Linked DNA regions of Danio rerio: region 1 is linked to region 2. Evidence: chromatin contacts called from public Hi-C data. All regions are on one chromosome and are shown on one strand. Each heading gives the region's core, a stretch centred on a gene start, on an enhancer-like site or on the middle of the called end of the contact. The rest is flanking DNA. Distances are from core to core; before and after follow the strand shown. Region 1 overlaps slain2 (SLAIN motif family, member 2). Region 2 holds the start of ociad1 (OCIA domain containing 1).

Region 1 (5,550 bases), core at 2,743-5,242, 210 kb before region 2:
TGACTCAGAAATTCTGATTTATACTAGCCTTAACATTCGCCAGCTTGATCATCAGAAATAGAAGATGAATTGAAGTAATTTATGCTGCATATTGTATGGCCACATTATTTACAGCTTAACATTTAAATATGCGACTGTATCCTCTACATTTTGTTTAGTGTAGGTATGGAACAAGACACAACCTGTGCAAGCATAGCAATGTTTTGTAATTTTGTGCATGTGAGAAACTATATTAGCAGCAAACTAAGATTTGTTATGGTCTTCGATTTTGAGGAAGTCAACAGACACCATGTTTTGTTTTGTTTTGCTTTGAAGACTGCTTTGCAGAGCATGTTTATTGAAGTGTTATCATGTCCGTTCATTGAAGCATCTTTGGACTAAATCAATCCAGTTTATGGAGTATGTAAAGTATGATATATGGTGTACAGACTGCCCTGACTCTACTCCCTAAACATGTGTTTAGACTTGCTTATCCACCAAAGCATTTAATGATCACAGAGACGATTCACCCTGATCTCAGTGATATGTAAACGGTTTCACCAGGCTGATATTATTTTATTCATAGTTTGGAAACATTTTTTCGATGGGCCATCATTATCATGTGTTCAGTTTAACTGTAGGATGGGAACGGGTGAAGGACACTGGGCTATCTGAAATGTATTACCATACACAACACAGCTGTATGTTAGCAGGAGTATCTTGCATTAAGGGTAGTAAACTGGAATGGTTTAAACAGTTTGAGTTTAAAGGCGCACTCGCACTAGGCTATCTGAACTGTGCTTAGACGCCTTTTCTGGTTTGTTTAACAAGTGTAAACGCTCCAAATTGGTGTGGTTCAGTTGGCTAATCCTGGCTCGGTTGGAAGAGGTGCAACAGAGTGCAGTTCGGTTGAAACAGAAGATGCGACAACACTATTAAAGGACTTTCTTATGGATTTGTTAATTATTCTTGATGCAAACTTTCATATTAAAGATGCAAACCCCTTGCTGCATGTCAGCTGCATCTTCAGCAAACCTCCTAATACCTGGTGACTTTATGAACATTTATGAGTGTCAAAGGTTGTGGATCTGTTCGACCAAATGAACAGTCGCATCATCGATGACATAAGCATCATTGCTCTGGCTCTGAAGGTGAAAATGCAATGTGAGTGTTGGCTGTTAGGGAAGGGGGGACAATCTCTCTTAGGCACAGTTTAAGGCAACTGTACCTAGTGTAAGTGCGCCCTAAGATGCTTTGGGGTTTTAGGTACTTGCATGTCCTTTGTGACTGCTATGCTGCAATAAACATCATCAAAAGCTTTTACATGCTATTCGTCTTTACAGTGGCTTATACAATTAGAAGATAAAACATTTGTGTTTAATTTTTATGGATTTCTTTCTTTCTTTCTTTTTATTTTATGCAAAATCTGGCAACAATAATTCTAGATGGATTTTTTGTTTTTTTGCAACGTACTGAGTAGATTAACATTTACAGTGTGCTGCACATTATAGCATGCATATTAAAACATGGCATTAACATGAAGTTGTTCAGTTTAGTTCCATACACAGACTGCATTGATTTTATGTAAATGTGGTTGTCATTGGGAGGTAATTCAGCTGTTGTCTGCAGGTGTCAGTTTTTCAACAAATATATGTTCATTATGGTTGTATATCTAATTTCTCTAATGTCTGTTTTATTCTACTATTGCGTTGAGTTCATCCAAACCTATTTCTTCCTCTTTTTTTCAATCTCAGTTCTCTCTATCTCTCTTGCTCTCTACCCATTTACTGATCTCCATTTCTGGCCCTGTTTCTCTCCCATCCTGACTTCCTCACTGTGATCAGGCTGTCACCATGTGTGTATGTGTTTTCAACATGTGGCCTGGCAGTTCACTGGATGAATCCTTTTTCTAGAGAGAATCTGTACGTTTGGCAGTTTCTCTGTGCTATCCGTCCATCTTTCCTCTAATTATAGGTAGCGAAGAGTTATGACAGGTTTCACTACAGTCTTATTTATCGTCACGAAGGCCACTGCTGTTTTTAGTCAGGTATGCCCATGTGACATGTCTTAAATTAAGCAGCTTGTATAGAAGGGCACTGATCATGCTCATACTGACATGTGACAGACTTTTAAAGCAACTACTACACAACAGTGACATCACTCTTTTATATACTCTTATACTTTTCTTTTATTGTATCACTTCAATAAAGAAAGTGCAGAGACAAAGAGCAAAAGGTCTTGAGTGATTCTCATATATCATTCCTGGCTCGTCTTCTACCATCACCTTGACTGACATGGGAATCGTTCCAGAGAGATCCCAGTTCACAGATCAGAGTTTTCCATTAAAAAGATCTAATCTGCAGTGGCTGCATTTGATTACATTTGGATGCAGGCCAGGTGTGAATCACTCGCCATTGTGCAAGTCAGTATGATGTCATTGTTTTAAATGCACTCATCATAATGTCATCATAGAGAAGGCAGCAGGTTGTCACCCTTTGAATGTTTGCATCTTACATTTTCCAGATCAAATTTTTCTCATCTAATTATTAATTATAATATGCTACTATTTAGGGCAAGAAGATGAGTAAGGTTGTTTCAAAGATATTTTTGCTAAACAAGGACCAATTAAAATGATTGCAAGTGATAAAAGTGAGATTTTTATTGTTAAAGAATCGATTCAATCAGAATCAAAATAAATAGTGTTCTATTGAACATCCTATTGACCAAATCATAACATGGGTTTGCAGTGGTACAGGTGCCACAAAGCTCCACAAACTACACTACATGACAAAAGTCTTGTCAGTAATTCCCAGTTGTAAGAGCAACAAATGATAACTTGATCATTTGTAAAAGTGGCAGAAGCTAGAAGATATTTTTCTAATAATTTATCTGTTGAACTGCATCCCAATCATCACATATACTGCACAAAGACCTATTAAAAACTGCTTGGACCCAAGATTCACATAGAAAACCGCCAAGTTTGGTAAAGGTCGAATCATGGTTTGGGGTTACAATTAGTATGGGGGTGTGCGAAAGATCTGCAAAGTGGATGGCAATATCAACAACCTGAGGTGTCAGGACATTTGTGCTGCCTATTACATTACAAACCTTAGGTAAGGGCAAATTCTTCAGCAGGATAGCACTCCTTCTCATACCTCAGCCTCCATATCAAAGTTCCTAAAAGCGAAGAAGGCCAAGGAGCTGCAGGATTGGCCAGCCCAGTCACCAGACATGAACATTATTGAGCATGTATGGGGTAAGATTAAGGCATTGAAGATGAGTCTAAAGAATCTTGATGAGCTCTGGGAGTCCTGCAAGAACACTTTCTTTGTCATTCTAGATGACTTTATTAATAATTTACTTTAGTCATTGCAAAGATGTATGGATGCAGTCGTCCAAACTCATGGGAGTCATACACAATATACATTTTTTTTCTACTGCACCATGACTTTATATTCTGTACTGGACATTATTTCTGTTAAGTGACAAGACTTTTGTCTAAGCAAAGTCAGACCTTACTGTCCTAATTAAATCATTAAAAATCAAGGCATGATCATATTTTATTTTGGTAAAATAACCATAATCTAGAGGCCTTTGCCTTTCATTTAAGCCACTTCTGATAGCAAGTGATCAACTAAAAGTCAAGATATTATTTGTTCCTAAAACTCGGATAGGCAACAGGACTTTTGCCAGGTAGTGTACAGGTTTGATCTTTCAGAAATCATTATTGTTTTTTGTACATATTAGCATATATAACAGATTAATATGCAGGTCACACAATTATTTCTATTAAAATGGAGTAAAAATAAATAATTCACAGACTTATTATTTAGCCTACAATCAACTAGCAGCAGGCACAGATGATAATAGAATTGAATTGCTTTATTCATTTATCAAAACCCTCTCAATAAAAGAAATCTCATTCAGTCTGTCAGTCGGTGTAAGCAGGCACACAGCCCATGCTGAGAGTGTAAGGTGTGTATTGTGGTTTCCAGGTTACCTGAGGCGTTGTTAATTCCCTAGAGCCATTGCCAAGACAGTGAAGTGCGCCAGTGCAGATGTGTGGGATGCATGTCAAATCTCTATCCTGTTCGACACACCTTTCAGCCTCTTATTGCTTGTTTTTTCCGTTTTATCCCTTTCTCCTGCCCTTTTCAGAACCGATTACCACTGTGAAGTGCATCTGTGTATGTGAGAAAGGAAAACAGAGACAGACATGTTTGCACACATTAATGACGGTTGAACAGTCTAACTCGGCACTCTTAAAAAGCAGTAGAAGCGCCAAACAAATCATCACATTTTGAAACTGAGCTTGGACACTCCTGCTGTAAACTTCAGAAGCTGTATATAAGCAGTTTGGTCATAACAAGTTTTTTTGTGCTGTTTAATTTCAAGTGTCTGCTTTATTATGGTATGTCTGCTGTTTGTCTAACCATGGTAACTCATTCCACGGCTTTACACTTCCCTCAGAAATGCAAACACTTCCATAAGGTTGTGGCCATAACCATGGTTACTAAACTTGCTGGACAAGAGGATGACATGAGATGCTGAGATTTGATAGAAAGAGTGCGAGTTATTTAATCACATGTTCCACTGACCAAAAAAGACCAGTGTTTGTTTTTTTTTTAAAGAAGTAGAAGAAGAAATACCATTGCAGATGTTACATTCTCCATTAGATATCACATCACAGAACAAGTATATATAAATGTTATTTCAATTTGGCCCTGAAACCGTAGTATCTGGTAAATATTGTAAAATGTAAACAAAAAATACTAGTTTATCCTCATTTAGTGGGACTCACTGCTGTCTGGGGCTAAACGTTATGATCTTGTTTTCCCCATGAATAAATAACGTTATTCATTCATTTATTTTCCTTCAGCTTGGTCACTTTAATCATCAGGGGTCACCACAGCGGAATTAACAGCCTACTTATTCAGCATATGTTTTACACAGTGGATGCCCTTCCAGCTGCAACCCAGTACTGGGAAACATCCGAACACACTCATTCACACTCATACACTGCGGCCAATTTAGTTTATACAACTCCCATATAGCGCATGTTTTTGGACTGTGGGGGGAAAGCGGAGCACCCAGAGGAATCCCATGCGAACACAGGGAGAACATCCAAACTCCACACAAAAATTCCAATTGGCCCAGCCAGGGCTTGAACCAGTGACCTTTTTGCTATGAGGCAACAGTGTTAACCACTGAGCCACCTGTCGCCTAAATAACAGTATGTTTGGCTGTTTTTCATTCATTACTTTGTCAAAGGGGTTGAAGCTTGAGCTTGACTAATACTGATTGAACAAAAGCAATCAACGTACCACTAAAACAATTCATTATATAATCATTTGTTAAAAGAACAGAATGTCTTTTCAAATTGTAAAAGTGATTTATATTGTTATTTAATTGTTTGACACTAGACAAGCTAAAGCTTATCTAATGTATTCAAGATATTTTTTCCATCATTTGTACCTCTAAATGTGTGCCTTTTTGTACAGTAAATAAATGTACTGTGTAAATCGAAAGTTCTATATTCCCCTTGAATATTGTTATTAGGCATGATATGAT
Region 2 (5,886 bases), core at 2,247-4,746:
CTGGAACCCCCTACAAAATCTGAATGGTTGGATATCATATCAAATGTTCAAAATATGGAGAGGATGACTTTTTCTTTAAAACTACAAATGGACATATACCTGCAATATTGGGAGAAATGGATTGTACTTATGCCTTTACAGAGTGTAATCTGATTTATATATGTATTTGTTCATGTGACCTGTAAGGAAATATGTGACCTGTCAACCATTCATTTAAGTTCTGGTGTTTTACTGTATTATTTACTTAATTTTATTATTTTTTTAACTTACTTTTTGTATCCCCCCCCCCTGTTTTCTTTTTTTTTTCTCTCCTTAAAAGAAATAAAAATAAAGTATAAAAAAAAAACAAAGAAAGCGTTTCTGGGTTTTTTGTGTAAGCAAGTATTTTACAGTACTTTAGAAATACTCAAAAATGCATCTGGCAAATTTTTCAAACTATTATATTTAATTTACCAAAGTCACATAAGTGGCAATTTCATATCTGTCACATCCATAATGTACAGACGTCACATCCATTAACAACACATTTTCCTTATAAATGTGAAAATGTAAAATAAAATAAAATCAATCATTTTTGTTTTATAGAGAGCCAACTCATATCCTTTTGATTATCACCTTTTTTTGTCACATCCATAACTCATGTTTATTTCCTTCATATAAAGTACAAAACATGTTGACAGACTGATATAACTGTCTCATAACTCTGTGATCAGTTGTTCTGGAAAATATAAACAAAAGTTTCAATATAATGTTAACACACTTTCTATGCGAATTTATGTTTTGAGTTTTTACTGCAAATGTCACATGCATAACGCTGGAATTGCTCGTATTCTTTTTTAACATTTGGGTAAAAAAATAATAAAAAACTTTTATCCCATTGAACAAAAATCATTTTAGTTTTTTTATTTAGGAGCAGCAAACATGTCAGGCTAAATAATTTAAATTAATGATTGACTTCTGCTGTCTTCATTAGTTTCAAAAACACTTATTTTTTTCAACACATTTAAAAAACACATTCAAAAAAATCTTACATATACCTTAGGAATGGTATAACAGAAAATTTTAGAGGTTTTAAAACCTTGATTTTTCCAAACCACAGTAAACCTTGAAACCGATTCCACAGTATGGAAACAAAACTGTTTAATCTATTATCATAAGATTTTACAGCAGGCCAGCTTTTACACAATACTGACAAGAAATAAAAAGAAAAACTATCACTCAATACTTCTTATTGATTTGTTTCTGATTCTTCACTTAAAATTACATTTACACAAGTCTTTCAGATATTGTTTACTTGTGTTATTGCATGCACTGCATTTAAAATATATATACTAAATTTAAAAGCAAAAATTTCAAGAATGTAACACCTATGCTAAAACAATCCCATGCAGCAGTCTTCCCCCCTGAACACCACTACTGTTCACAAGAGAAACACTACTGTCTTGACACTCAAAGCGGTAAGCAGGAAGAGTTTACACTTCAAGATCAGGAGTGTGAACTCTTCTCTGCTCCCTGCTGAATAGGCAGCCCTCTCTCACCAAATGCTGAGACTCTCGAGTTGTTAACATAATTTATGACTCATGCACATGTTTGCATAGGACACCAATTAACATCAGTGAGCCTTTCATCTGACAGATTTTATTAGATGGACAAGATAAGTTTGTCTAAAATGAAACAAAGCCATGTCTGCAGATTAATAACTCAACACTAACGGCTGCTCTGGTTTTACTGCATTTGTTTACATTATCTCTTAAGGAAATAAAAGAGAAAGTAAACTAACAGATTGATAATCTGGTGGTTTCAAACAAGAGGAGAGTTGTTAATGAACACGACTTGGTGGCTTTAAAACCCAGCCTAGTTACATCCTGTAACTAAAACCGCAGATCTTTACTATATAACTTATTCCTCCACTAAACATGTAACTATAACTCTATTCTAAAGAGTTTTCATAACGTCACATGCTTGCAAAAACACGGCTTCTCTCTATTTTCTGACAGGTTAAATGCAGTTTTGGCTCGCAAAAACTTACACTATGGTTTGTGCATTTAAACTATTGTTTCGTGTGGCCTATTTAACTCACGAATGGCACTAATGGTGTCTAGAAAGGCTGTCTAAGTAGACTGCTAACTATGTTTCGTGACACAACCACTGACTGTACTCATCTTCGCTTCAAATGCAGGTCAACATAACATAACTTGTCTACCAACTGATAATATCCTGCGAGGGGAAGTGCATGTGATACGACAACCGATGAGAGTTAAACAATAAGTTTACTCTCCCTGCCCAACGTTAGACGTCGGATATTTGAGGTTAGTCAAACAGAATTCGGCCTTTCTTACCTTTTTTAGAGCAGCTGCGCTTTTCCTCGTCAGTTAGCCTGCTCACGCTAGCGCTGAAAACCCGATGTCTCTTCTCTCCAAAAGATGGCGAGACCAACTCCAGCTTTACAAAAACAACATTTTACATCCGTTGACCTCTAGTGTTCGATCTTGAAGCTGATCTTCTCGGTCTTTTTTCGCAAAACACCTAAAAACTCGACGAATGACAACGTGCCCACCTCCCTGTCCATCAGATTGGAGCAGCGCTGGCTAACGGCTTTGACAATCCGCTGTTCTGATAGGGGAGTTGCTGTGTCAAGATTGCGGATCCAAGCCCCGCCCCTCGCATTCACACGCTTAACAAACGGACCGTTGTATTGGCGGATTGGGACGTCAATCAACGCACACTACTGCTGGATAGGTTGAAGGACAAGACTCCCTCGGTTTGTCATACGCGTTCGTAAGCAGCATAGACCTGATAAAATCAATCTTTTTTTAGTTCAGACCCGTTTACTGTTCGTTGTTTATGAGATTAGTTATTCTCTGTAAAGTCGGTCGATAGAAGTAATTAAATGCTATTGACATACAAATGAAAGCGATTAATAACGTACTTATACTGACACTTTAGTGTCAGTTATGATTCTATTAAGTTAAATGTAGTTTCTCTGTTCAGACTAAAGTATTTATATTGTCTAAGATGAGCATAACCATTATTTATTGCTGTAAATGGGTTATTAGTTTTAGTCTTACACATTTTCACGTGTTTGGACGCTTTTTGCCCCTTAAATAAATAAACATGAAATCACATAAAATGTTATGAATATTGTTATTTTAAAATCGCACGTTATTATTAGATGTGTATTACAAATGTTATTACAAGTCTACGTGTCGTATGAAAACAGTTCACATACAAATTTACTTATACATGTAAAGAAACTAAAAATGTATATTTAAATAATTTATTAAATTAAGAATCCGGGGAATTAAAATTAGTTTTTAATCGAAGTCGAATTTACAGTAAAGCATTCCTCATTACATAACTGTTTATACAGTAAACAAAAGCTCACAAGGCAAAACAATAAATCGAAAGAGACTTTTAATCTGTACTTCCGGCCTAACGCCTGCACTTCCGGGTTGGTCTGTTTTCCTAATAAGAGTCGACTGGAGGTCATGTCATAAAATGTGTCGTTGAACTTGTTGACTGGTAATCCGCGTAATCCCATGGCTACTGCAAAAACGTTGTTTTTGTAATTGCATCTAGGATTGGTCATGTCGCAAGCATCGTCTGGATTCACTCCGGCTGCCCAAGTCCAGCATGGGTCCAGTAAGGTAACGTTAGGCAGTAAATTCACCTGGCAGTGTTTGTAAACTAGAACTAAACTGCTCTGTCTCACGCAGAAGTACTCCAAAAAGCAGAGTGTGTCACTTAATCATCAATAGGTGTTCTTTAATTACTCATAATTTTGCCTCCTCAGGGTGCTTTTAATTCTGCTTATATTCCCACTGAAGAAGAGAAGCGTGTCTTCAGGGAGTGCAACTCAGAAAGCTTCTGGTACAGATGTGAGTAATGCTATCCAGTCATTAAATGTTGATTTTCTGCATTACGTTTTAGCCTTTGCTAGATACAGATGAGCGTTTCTGATTATGTGTTTGTGCTTTCTCATTGTCTTCAGCTTTACCATTTTCTGCAATAGCAGTCGGAATCACTCAGGTACTGGTAGCAAAAGGTATGTTCAAGTCCTATATTTCAGGTTTTTACGTCTGTTTCTCGTTCCTATTGTCATGGAAAACCTGGAATTATCAGTGAAGATTTAAAACAAAGGAAAACCTTGGAAGTTTCCATATAGAGAATATGATTATATAAATATAAATTTGTTAATTTTCTTGTCGGCTTAGTCCCTTTATTAATCTGTGGTCGCCATAGCTGAATGAATGGCCAACTTATCCAGCACATGTTTTTTGCAGTGGATAGATACCGTCCAGCTGCAACCCATCACTAGGAAACATCTATACACTCTCATTCACACACATGCACTACACACAGTTTAGCTTATCCAATTTACCTATACCACATGTCTTTGGACTGGGGGAAACTGGAGCATCTGGAGGAAACCCACACAAACACACACAAACATGCAAAATCCACACAGAAATGCCAGCTGACCCAGCGACCTTCTTGCTGTGAGGCGACAGTGATATCCACTGTGCCATAGTGCAGCCGCCTATATAGAGAATATTGTATTTCTAAAAATTCTGAGATATGCTTCTTTTTTTTTTTCTTTCTTTTTTTTTTTTAATGCGCTTAAAGTGTTCGAAAATGTATATTGTTAGATATACCTTTTGGAAAGTATATTTAGTCTCTCTTAAAATAATAATAAAGTAAAAAAAACATTTCACCCTGTTATTAATAATTACTATAAAGGTTATTGTTAATTCAGGGAAATTTAAGGGGTAGTTCACCCCAAACTGGAAAATTGTCATTGTTTATTCTCTGGGGTTCTCTGGCTAAACTATCACAGTACCAGTTATTATTAGTTTATTAGTTTATTTATTTATATAGCACATTTTTACAACACAACGTTGCCCAAAGTGCTGCACACAATCAATACTAAAAATAAAATCTACATCACATACATAGCAATTAAAACATAAGGCAAACCCCTCAACATTAAAAAGGGTAAAATACTAAAGAACAAAGTATGCATCGTTTGGTAAAAGAACAATACAAAATTTCCAATCCTATTATTATTATTAAGTAGGAAATTGTTTATTTATTTATTGTAAACGTCTACTTTTACAATGATGCATTCAAAAAACTGCAGAAATGTTCTAACCAACAGGCCAATGTCATATACTGTACAGATACATTTCCTAATAAATAACCTTCTATAAATTAAAGCATTAACGTATGCTATATATTTTTTTCACAAGCTTTAGAGACGTAACATAAATTCCACTTTTAAATAATAACTCACCTTTAGCTTTCTCACCTTTTTTTCGATGAGCCACAGCTGCGTTGGCATAAATGTTTTCAAAGTGCACTGCGAAGGGAACGTAATTGTCAATATGATGATCGCTAAATCTGAACTGTTAAAATAGTTTAAAAGCAAATTGCAGCTAAGAGTGATGCCTTTTAATGTTTTTTTAAATCATTCTAAGTTTAAATGTTAGAATGTTCTAAATGAATAGGGGATAGGATAGGTTAACTGGGAATCACACATAGGCAGGAACTATGCTTCTAACTACAGCTCGAGATGTGTAGTTGGAAAAGTGCAAGTTTGCGAATGTTTGTTGGAACTCTGGATTTGGAACACACCAAATCAAGGAACTATGGTTGTAACGACGGAACTTGCGACCTTAGTTGGCTAAGGATGGTTTTCAGAAATGCAACCCATGGACAGTCCACTTTTGTATAAACTTTATCGTTTTGCTTAACAGAAAGAAAGAATGTAAGCACCAAACAAATCTAGGGATCACTCACTCGAGGGTCCTGTGATCTCAATGAGAAATCCAAAAAATGTATACAGGACTGGAAAAATCAGGGCATGTTTAACCAATGACAGGATTT

What was found. Hi-C and Micro-C count contacts between places; a contact is called where the count stands out from the background.
Region 1: a Hi-C map of an unstated tissue shows a contact between it and region 2, with 1.9 times the contacts expected there. The contact joins the enhancer-like site here to the promoter of ociad1 in region 2. A contact is called at or near these places in 1 of 18 Hi-C or Micro-C datasets (an unstated tissue) and 1 of 4 datasets of contacts at active chromatin or transcription factors (embryo).

Annotation. Positions count from the first base shown.
Region 1 is chr20:26,063,868-26,069,417 of GRCz12tu, reverse strand. The region is part of intron 2 of slain2 (SLAIN motif family, member 2); the gene reads left to right. LOC141379566 (a long non-coding RNA gene) reads right to left here. Exons shown (of 2, transcript XR_012396423.1): 2 at 3,849-4,162. Among named protein-coding and RNA genes, the nearest start is that of slain2, 7.9 kb to the left of the region's middle. Within about 2 kb of position 3,992, at least 3 of the 62 cell types and tissues checked have an H3K27ac peak or open chromatin away from gene starts, as enhancers often do.
Region 2 is chr20:25,851,975-25,857,860 of GRCz12tu, reverse strand. ociad1 (OCIA domain containing 1) reads left to right here and starts at 3,496. Exons shown (of 8, transcript NM_200302.2): 1 at 3,496-3,647; 2 at 3,794-3,878; 3 at 3,992-4,045. The coding sequence starts at 3,588. It also overlaps a transcript of fryl not described here.